Linked DNA regions of Triticum aestivum: region 1 is linked to region 2. A link is a contact called in public Hi-C data. All regions are on one chromosome and are shown on one strand. The core of a region is the stretch at or near the end of the contact, and the rest is flanking DNA. Distances in the headings are between cores, read along the strand shown. Region 1 has its middle 90 kb from the start of LOC123052508. Region 2 holds the start of LOC123052505.

Region 1 (5,212 bases), core at 1,392-3,891, 170 kb before region 2:
ATAAATACAGAAAAATTTCGCAATTTTGAAAATAAATATTCTGGAAATCAAAAAATTTCCATGCTTTTTATCTAAAGTTTGTGTATTAAAAAATATTAGTGAAATTAAACAGAATTTTGCCAATGAATTGAAAAATATCCTAAAATTCAAATATTGTCCGTGACTTACAAATAGTTTGTTGATTCATAAAATGTTCGCTGATTCAAAATATGATCATGCATTTGAAAAAATTTCATTAAATCTAAAAAAGGTTCGTGAATTTCAAAAATTGTTCCACCAATTTGAAAAAAATGTTCATCGATTCTAAAAATGTTCGCCTATTCAAGAAAAATGTTTTAATGATGAAAAAAATTAAAATATGTTTGCAAATAGTATAAAATGTTCATGAGTTTAGCAAATGTTCGAAAAACTGTAAAAAGGTTCACAATTTTAAAAATGTACACGATTTCATATATGTTCACGAGTTTAAAAAAAGTTCATGATTTTCAAAAGTTGTTCACGGTTTCAAAAAATGAGAGTCATAGTGTATCTCGGTGATACAGCAAAATGCGGTCATGGCCATTAAAGATTATGATTTTTTTTCTCCCGTTACAACGCACGGACCTTTTACTAGTAGAAAAAAAAAATACTCCTGGGGGATTTGAACCCTCAACCTCCCCGCAATTAGCACAAGTCACTGACCATAGGAACATGAATCAATTGTTAAGAGAACTTTGATAAACAAATCTTTAACAAATGCTCGCTCAGGTCAGCAATAAAAGAATAAAGGAAAACTAAAACCCTATTGTGTACTAGCACATGATGCATCATACATATGAATTTTTTTTGTGAACTTGCAACACCCATTGTATCTAGAGTTTGGAACCGAAAGTACATTCAATTTATTCCTACTAGATTTTTTTAACTTCATAGCAATCAATGTTTATTAATTCCTTTAATGGATTAAAGGCTAACTTATTCCTACTAAAATTGCTCAATCGCTGTTAAAAAAATTTCTGACATTTGGCTAACTTATTCAAGATTTACCTAACCTTGCTGCAAGACCCATGGAATTCTTTGGATAATCAACATTTGGTTGTATTTTTTTCTATGAATGAATGATCATGTTTCGTACGGACGAAAGCAACTTTAGCCAAATGTTATTGCATGTTACTCCTAGTTCTTACCTTAAGTCTCAAATCTCACTGCTAGCATCATACTCCCTTCGTCCGGAATTACATCTCGCTCAAACAAATATATCTAGCACTAATTTCGGATAGTGCTAGATATATCTGTTTGAGCGACAAGTAATTCCGGATGGAGGGAGTAGTAGTGTTTGGACATCAGAATACTTTGGTTTGTGCAGTAAGAAGATTTATACATTTATAAACCAAACTGAAGCATTTCTAGCAAAGTTGCTAAATCTCACCGCCTTAAAAAACCCGGGTATTATAACAAATAGAGAGCAGCCCGATTTATTTTAGATAATTGACTAAAACAGACGGCAAGATCCCATTCTAGCATATTCCCTAAATCTCCCTCAATACTAAAAAAATGTCAGAAACATTTTTAAAACGCAATGTACATTTTTTCAATCAATTTTTTAAATTAGACATTTGTTTAAATGTCATGTACTTTTTCAAAATGCGTGTACATTTTTTTAGTTACATAAATATTTTTACTACAATGTTTACTTTTAAAAAAATGACACGTACTTTTCCTTGTAACACATAAACATTTTTAAATGTCAGAAACACCAGAATATAAGTTATTTTTTTACATAGAAGAAAAGAAATAACAACATAATATGTTTAGTCCTTGTGAGGATATCATGTGTCGTGGTAGTCTGGTTGTTATTTCACAACATTACCACAAGGTCACAGTTTTGAACCACGGGTATACCTTTTTTATGGTTAGATTTCGTCTTCAAAGTATTATTTTTGGTGCGCGTTCATAGGATATAAATAGATCAGAGTTGTGCTATCTAAACATTAACCCCGGTTGTAATATGATACGCATGCTTGTTCATAGTATTTTTTTTAAAAAGATAGCAAGAACCATACCTCTTGAGCAAAGGAACAGTGCAGGAAAAAACGATTTGTTCAACGCTAATGGCTTTACTTTTGGTGAGCCACCTTGGAGCTACGCAAAACTGCTTAATAGTGATGGAGCTACGTCGAATTCGGGTGAGGAGGTGATCCGTCATTTTTTTCCTTTCGTGGCTGCTGTGTTGGTGCCGGAGGCAGGTGACATAAGTTGGTGTTAAGTTCAGCAATGCTCTGCTATCTTTTCAGTTTTGTCATGTTGGTCTTTACGTGACTTGTACTTTATTTTTCATGATATGAATGAGACATGTATTATCATGAAAAAAAAACAGTGCAGGATAAAGCGGCCTGTTACAAACATACCGATGCATGTATCCGCATGATGAGGACAAAGTCAGTCAAGTTTGATATAAATTTGCCTTAGATCATCTACAGGCGAACCTGTCAAACACATCTCAAACGCCCAGGAATACCTTCCTGTCGCTTCGATTCTTTCCCTGCGCCATGTTGCGTCTGCCATTGCTGTCGTCGGGTCGACACGGCCGATAGCTGCCACCGAAGCTGGCTGAGTGGCTGGGCCCCGTGAGCATTTATAGGTGGTCCCACGATTTCAGAACCACCAATGACTCGCTAACGGAAAATTGTGCGGTTCCAGTTGGTACCGGCAACCCGCTAGCCTATCAATTGGTGACACCTCATATCATATATTAACTCTTATGTTGTATAAAAGATTTTCACTGTTTATGAAATATTAGTATTTCAGTAGCTGGTCCACCACCAGAGTACTACTTTTGTCAGTCTAGCGGGCCTGGAGTACTACCTTTTGTGAGACAAGGAGGCGTATGCATCAGTCTCTTCTCTCTCCCTTGCAAACAAATCCATAGACTTTATTTCATAGTAGCAAATTAAAAATACTAATATCTTTTGAACCATAAGTTCGTATTTGAAATAATTTATATATTTAAATTCTTAATGCTAAGACCTTTAAAACTAGACCGATCTTCGATACATTTCAAACACATTTAAATTTCAACATTTCACATTTGGTATGTGGACTAACACATTTCATTTCAGAAAATGTGAAACAAGCCAATAACATATTTCAGAATTGCGAAATAGCAACCACCGAAAGTGAAATTATAATGTATCATTGTGAAACTAATTATTCGAAAATGTGAACAGTGTATTTCACTTTCTCTGCTTACTATTTCACAATTCAGAACCAACATTTCACTTTTCACCGGCTTCTTTTGAAAAAATAACACCTATTTCAATTGTACATTTCTCAAATAACCTGTTTCACTCTTTTGTAATAAATTGTTTCAGATTTTCAAATAATTTGCTTCACAATGATAAATTATAATTTCACCTTTTGTAGTTACAAGTTCACAGTTCAAAACCTAGATTTCACTTTACAAAGAGTGTTTCACAAAAAACATATATTTCAACTGCACATTTCTCACATAAACTATCTCACTATTTTGAAATAAATGGTTTCAAATTTTAGAATAATCAGTTTCATAAATGATACATTATAATTCACTTTCTGTGGTTGCTATTTCATAATGCAGAAGCTATATTTTTCTTTTCAGTGTCTTGTTTCATGAAAAGCACATCTATTTCAGTTGCTTATTTTCTAAACTAGTAGAATGCACGTGTGTTGCTACGGGCTATGATGCATATATAAATAAATTAAATAAATAATTAGGGTTATCTTCAAGGTCGAAGCTCATTTCTCCCTCATACGCTCGGGCGTGTTTCAATATTAGACAAGTGCCCAGTAGGCTCCCCAGAATTTAAACGTCTGGATAGTCCAGGCTCCCCAAATCCATATCATATATGGGGGAGAAATATGGATGTCTGGACTATTTCTCCATGTTATCTCCAACACACAGACCCAACAGCAAAAACCCCACTCCACGGCACACCCTTCCCTTTTTTCCTATCAGACCCTCCATTTCCTACTCGATTTTTCGTCATACTGGGACATTTCTCACTTGAGCCCTCACTTTAGAACCAGATGATGTTCACCTCACCTCCGCGTGCGTTTCAACATGTATGAAACTTTTTATATTTACAATATAATAGAGCGGGTAGAGCTAACATATACTATTAACACAAAACAACAAATAACTATAGAGCTAATTCTCAAAGGTCCATTCAACTTTGCAAATTAAGACTGACTTGTAAAGCGAGTGGCAACTTGAACATATTCCTCGTCTCCAATAAGCTTCACCTCTAGCCCACGCAACATTCACTGCTAGAAGTACTTATCGTTCTTCTCTTCCTCTTCCTCTTCCTCTTCCTTCCCTACATCTTTTATTCCTAGCCTCTTCGTCAATCTTCGTTGGCGCCAACAAACACCACGTCAATATCAGTGTGTTCGTCAATGACGTCTCATATTTTCCTTCCTCCTTCTGTGCTAGTTTTAGTTCTCGATCCTACTTTTTTATAGGATACTCTTCCTTTATTTTTTCGCTTTATTTTCTGGAACATTCTTTTCTTCTCCAACACAATGGATCATTTGGCTACTTTAATTCTTTTTCCTTCTTATTCCTGTAACACTCTTTCTTTCTACTACAAAATGAACCACCTGGCCACTGTAGTGTCATGATGGGGGAAATATCTAGTACTCCCATCCCTAGGGTGTTCCCGGTGCTCCAAACTCGGTAGCACATTTTAAAGTGTTAAAATTATGAAAAAATCCAGCACATTGACACAACATCAATGTATGTTGTTAAGAAAAATCAAATCAAAATTCAAAACATTGCTTGAGATACAAAAAATGACAAAATAGACATCAATGTGGTAATGGGCCTAATCTAAAGCCCAACTTAAGTTGTGTACTATTTACTGTGGAATTTGTCATTTATGTTTCTCAAGCTATGTTTTGAATTTTGATTTCAAATTTTTTGACAACATACTTTGATGTTGCGTCAATGTGCTGGATTTTTTTTCAGATTTTTTTGAATATTTAGAAATGTGCTACAGAGTTTTGGAGCACCGGGAGCACCCTAGGTGTGGGAGTGCCAGATATTTTCCCTGTCATTATGTCCTCGCCCGTGAAAGTTTCAGCAACCGTCAGCGTGTGGACATACTGCAGAGCAGTGTCAGTCATGCATCTTGGTGAACGCTTGGTTGCCCATGTCGCGAGCGCATATGGTGGCCGTTTTATATGGTGCTCGGCG
Region 2 (5,094 bases), core at 757-3,256:
TCAACACAAGAATTTAGTGAGACTTCTTGGTGTTTGCTTGGAGGAACAAGAAAAGTTACTTGCGTATGAATACATGCCCAACAAAAGCCTTGACACCATTCTTTTTGGTAGGGTAACTCACCAAAACATTTTGCAACAGTGAAACAAACAACTACTGTAAAATATATTGTGTACTGTTCTGATGTTTTTTCTCCTGTGTGATAGATCCTGATAGGAGCAGTCAGCTTGATTGGGGGACGAGATTTAGGATAGTCAATGGGATTGCTCGAGGCTTACAGTACCTTCATGAAGATTCTCAGCTGAAGATAATTCACCGGGACCTCAAAGCGAGCAATGTTCTTTTAGACTCTGAATTTAATCCGAAAATTTCAGATTTTGGCTTAGCAAGGCTATTTGGCAGTGACCAATCCCATGATGTCACCAACCGTGTCGTCGGAACCTAGTAAGTGCTGGTGACATTGCTCTTATAAGATATTTCAGAGCGCATGAGTCCGTAACGTGATGTTGTTATTTCAGCGGATACATGGCCCCTGAGTATGCTATGCGTGGGAATTACTCTATCAAGTCAGACGTGTTCAGCTTCGGCGTCTTGATTTTAGAAATCGTCACTGGAAAAAGAAACAGCGTCGCATATGACTCCGAGCAAGCTGTGGATCTCTTAAGTTTGGTGAGTACTTTGAGTTTTTGACTGTTATAAACTTCGGCTTCTACGAAAAGCTACAATTTGTAATAACAATAAGAGCAATTTGTGATAATCCATCTACCGAATGCAGGTGTGGGAGCACTGGACGATGGGAACAATTGTAGAGATCATGGATTCGTCTATGACAAGCCATTCTCCTGGAGACCAGATGCTCAAGTGCATGCACATCGGACTTCTGTGTGTTCAAGAAGACCCCGCTGATAGACCGATGATGTCGGTTGTGACTGTCATGCTAAGCAGCAGCACTGTGTCTCTCCAAGCTCCATCAAGGCCAGCATTTTGCATCCAAAAGAGTGGCATGGACTACTCAGGCATGCACACGGATCCATATCCAGGAGTTTCGCATTCTACCAGCAGATCACCTATGTCACCGAACGAAGTTTCGATTACTGAACTTGAGCCGAGATAAGTCCGAGACTGATGATGTATTCATTATGTACACCATTCTTGCCAAAATAACCTATTTTGATGTAGGGAAAGACCCTACATCATATGTATAATCTACTCGACACCCTGGTGGTAGAAATTTTACTGAGCGATGGCATAATACGCCAGTGTAATTATATTGTTGGGGTTGTCTATTTGTCGGGTTACGGCAACATTTTAAGATACGCTATCATTTCATCTTGTGGATCACTATCCTGTTATAAGGCTTATGTTGAGTCTCCATATGAAATTCGTGGTCCAAAAGGTGAACTTGAACTTCCAATAAAATAGAAATCCATTATATCCCTCGTGATAGTAATATCATCTTTTTCTTCTTTCTAGAAAGTTAACTTCAAGTCTTGTTGCTATTTTTGGCTGAAGATCGATGAGTTTGGTCCTGCAATTGCAGAGCCAAATAACTTCGTCTTTGTAAGATTGCGAAAAACATGCCCAAGGATTCTCTTTAAAAATTTGCCTAAGGTTTGGTTTTCTTTTTCTGAGTGCTGCCCAAGGTTTTCTTTTTTTCTTTTTTTGAGGGGTGCCTACGGTTTGGTGAAACCTCACATGGGAATTGTTAAAATTTTCCAAGCAAAAATTGGAAGGGTCACCAAGCCAATGTGGAGTGCGAGGCATCGGCTTATGACCTGTAGGCTGTAGCCCTGGCACGCGGGCGCGTCTACTTATCTCTACTCCTAATGTCTCAGTTGGTAGTCTGCGTTTCGGGTTTTATTTTCGTCCCACCTAATACGGTCTTTTTTGGTACTTCTTTGGTACTTGCTCCCACCTCCCGCTCAGTCGCAAAAAACCAATGAAAACCCCGCGATCGAGTCCCGCAGACGCCCAACCTCCACTGGTTTATTTTCGTCCTCCCTCGACCTGCGAAAAGAAACCAACGAAAAAAGATCGAGGCCCCCTCGCACGAACCGGGAGCGAGGCCTCCTCGCGAAAAAAAATATCTGACGATCCAGGCTGCCCTCGATCGTCTCGCTACGAGGACGAGAACCATGCCCCAGCCGCCATAGTGGAGCCCTACGCCGCCGCCGAGATCGGAGAGGAGCCGCCGCCGCCGAGGTTCGAGAGGAGCTGGCCACCACGACCTCCCTCCCCAGGCGGCCGCCACCACCCCCTCCCCAAGCAGCCATGTACAGCAGGGCGGCGCCCACGCGCCTGGCCTATGTAGGTCTCGGCCTCCCTCCTCCCTTCGTCCAAGGCCAGGAGCTCCCCCTCCCCGACCCGATCTGGTGGAGAGAGGGCCAGGCCTTGCCACTCCGGTGGTCGCTATGGCCAGATCTGTCCGGGGTAGTCGCCGTAGAGCCTCTATGGCGGCGGAGTAGCAGCAGCCCGACAGAAGGTGGGTGCCAGATCGTCGTCCAGCAGCTCGCCGTCGGAGCTTCTCACTACAGGCGATGGAGGCCGGTGCTACTCGGTCTATCTATGATGTTTGTTTCCTGTGTTTACATGGCAGAGTGATTGCTGCACTGGCTTTTGGCTATGGATGCAAGTTGGGAACTCATTCAGTGATTTGAGGGTGCAGGTAGGGATGATGCTGCGGATGGGATGGGAAGATGTGTGTGTGTGCTAGCTGCTTCACATACGACTCAGAGAAAGAATTGCTTTGCAGGTACACACTTGCTGCAAACTGATGTATTGAACTTTCAGGGATTTTGATTGGTCGCCCAAATAACCCATTCTCCTTTTGTTGATATTTATGAAGGAGATCATTATTTCTCTTTTAGTTTCAGGTTGCCAACATCACGAATTTCATACTTATGGAGTGGAGCCACCAAACAATTTATGAGGTAAAATCACTATATACATATTGTTTTCCCACCGCTGCTTCAAGCGACACGCATTCGTTGCAAAGAAATCGGCATCACCTGCGTGCTTGCTTGTGTTTGTTTCTAGCCGGCAAGAATCCATCGAGTCTTCCTCTATGTGTGCAACCTTGCCAGTGTGTGAATCAATCAAGGCAAGGGCAAGCAACCAACATTAAGCATGTGCGAGTCTTGCCGGGATCTGATCTATCAACTCGTTCAGCCAGCTTTGCACCATGTGCACGTCGTCCATGCTAGAAAAGCACTTGGCAAGTGGACGGCTCCATTGGCCATGCGTCAACAATTCAAATCATTATCTATACTCGATAGACACATACTTTTTTATGCAATTCTGAATTTATGGAAGCAGAAGAACTGATTATGTGAATTAAATATCTAATCCCATGTGTAGGTGCTATCTAACTGTTGTGATTATTTATGCGCATATAACTTGCAGGTAGATAACTCTATAGTATGAAGACTTAAAAATACGAGTGCATGTCATTGGTGTTTTGAATCCATCTTCCATCACTTCTAATACTTTTGTATTACATAATACTATTTTTTCAGCATTTGATTGACATATCGATGGTATTTGTAATAAATTTCTTTCTTTAAATTCTTTACCAGGAAATATGTTGAAGCACCGAATGTATTCCATTTGCAGTTAGTATTGTCCCCAGTTCTGCTTGATTTGATTTTTATTTCCCATCAGTTTTGTGTTTTGTCAGAGAATGGTTTCTCTTTACCTGTGGTAGTCCCTGTACTCAGGTAAATCCTTTTGCATCATTTCACTATTGGTTTTGTTGTAATTGTATTAGATTTCCGCCATGGACGCCGCCTCGCTCATGGGCTCCTCCTCCACCGACGCACGCACCGACGGGGAGCACCGGATGGGCATCACCATCATGGGCGTCTGCTACGACGGCGGCGTCCTCGCCGCTGACACTCAGGACCAGCACCGGTACCCCCCCCCCTCGCGGATCCAACAGCAGCGGCTAGGTCAGGGTCGGAGATGGCGCATCGGCCATCCGATTCCGCCGGTCGTAGATCAAACAGAGGGCGTGATAAAGTCCAGCAGAAGTGGTGGCCGGGATTTTTACTGTTAATTCGATCTGCAAAACAGTGATCAATATAGTATATGTGCAGTAAAATAGACATGTTGCTGATAGTGTTGTAGTAGTGTGTGATTTGGTTGCATAGTTTTCTAATGGAAACAAGTGAAAAACTCTTTGATTTTCTGATTTCTTTATGCTTGCAGAGAGGTTCCACGACTTCGGTTTGGCTATCATCAAAATTGGAGGAGAGCCCGATGCATTGGAGAGCATCATCCGCGAGTTCCACAGGATCGAATTGAGCGAAGTAGCATTTCTGGTAAAATGGATAGATAGGGGTCTCTAACAGATGTTACCATATGTTATTGAATCTCAAGATAGGCAAGTATCTCTGACAGATGTTAGCATATATTCTTGCATCTCGAGATGATATTGGATAGCTTGCGTGTGCATATTTCTCAAGGATAATTGATTTATGTGATATGGCTGCAGTCATGCTTGCATTAGCATCAATTAATATTATGTGACTGTTCTTTTTGGTTGACCCATGGTCTCCTTCTGATGTTATACTAATCCAGACCTAATTAGGGCACCGGTTCATGTCTCATTACACTATTCACTGCCCACAGTAATTCAGAGTTGTAGATAAGGACAGAGCGGTGAGAACTGATTGTCCTCTGCTCCTTTTTGTATGTTTGATTGAACAGTCGACCTCAATATAATATCACTTTGATTAACATATCATGTGATATTTTTTCTATTGATTGCAAAAGAAAAAACAAATGCCCATTTGGTCTTTTGGGGCCTGCAGTAGAGTTACCTCTATTCCACTGATGATATTAACCAGCTTTCCTGCTCAGTTTGATATTTGGTTTCTCATACTAGGAGTCGTTAATAAGCTGCAACTGATGAGATGGAACGATAATTTTTTTGTTTAGCACTTAACCACAGGAAGAAACTGTTTTGTGAATATCGGCATCAAATAGAAACAAATGAAGTAGCGATACTGGGAAATGGATAGGCTGGTGTCTCCAGGTCTAACAGGTGCTAGCATCTATTCTTTGCATCTCAAGATGATCTGGTACACAAATTTTCT

The links. A called contact is a pair of places that touch in the nucleus more often than the background predicts.
Region 1: a Hi-C map of leaf shows a contact between it and region 2, with 5 times the contacts expected there. The contact joins the enhancer-like site here to the promoter of LOC123052505 in region 2. A contact is called at or near these places in 3 of 5 Hi-C or Micro-C datasets (leaf and an unstated tissue).

What each region holds. Positions count from the first base shown.
Region 1 is chr2D:192,059,695-192,064,906 of IWGSC CS RefSeq v2.1, reverse strand. No RefSeq gene overlaps it. Among protein-coding and RNA genes, the nearest start is that of LOC123052508, 90 kb to the left of the region's middle. Within about 2 kb of position 2,641, at least 5 of the 8 cell types and tissues checked have an H3K27ac peak or open chromatin away from gene starts, as enhancers often do. A contact at or near this core is called in leaf, where this site is marked.
Region 2 is chr2D:191,893,773-191,898,866 of IWGSC CS RefSeq v2.1, reverse strand. LOC123052505 reads left to right here and starts at 2,006. Exons shown (of 6, transcript XM_044475704.1): 1 at 2,006-2,480; 2 at 2,595-2,750; 3 at 2,866-2,928; 4 at 3,574-3,609; 5 at 3,765-3,907; 6 at 4,205-4,536. The coding sequence starts at 2,695. The coding sequence ends at 4,344. It overlaps LOC123052504 (cysteine-rich receptor-like protein kinase 6), which reads left to right. Exons shown (of 7, transcript XM_044475701.1): 4 at 1-107; 5 at 205-442; 6 at 517-667; 7 at 774-1,339. The coding sequence ends at 1,112.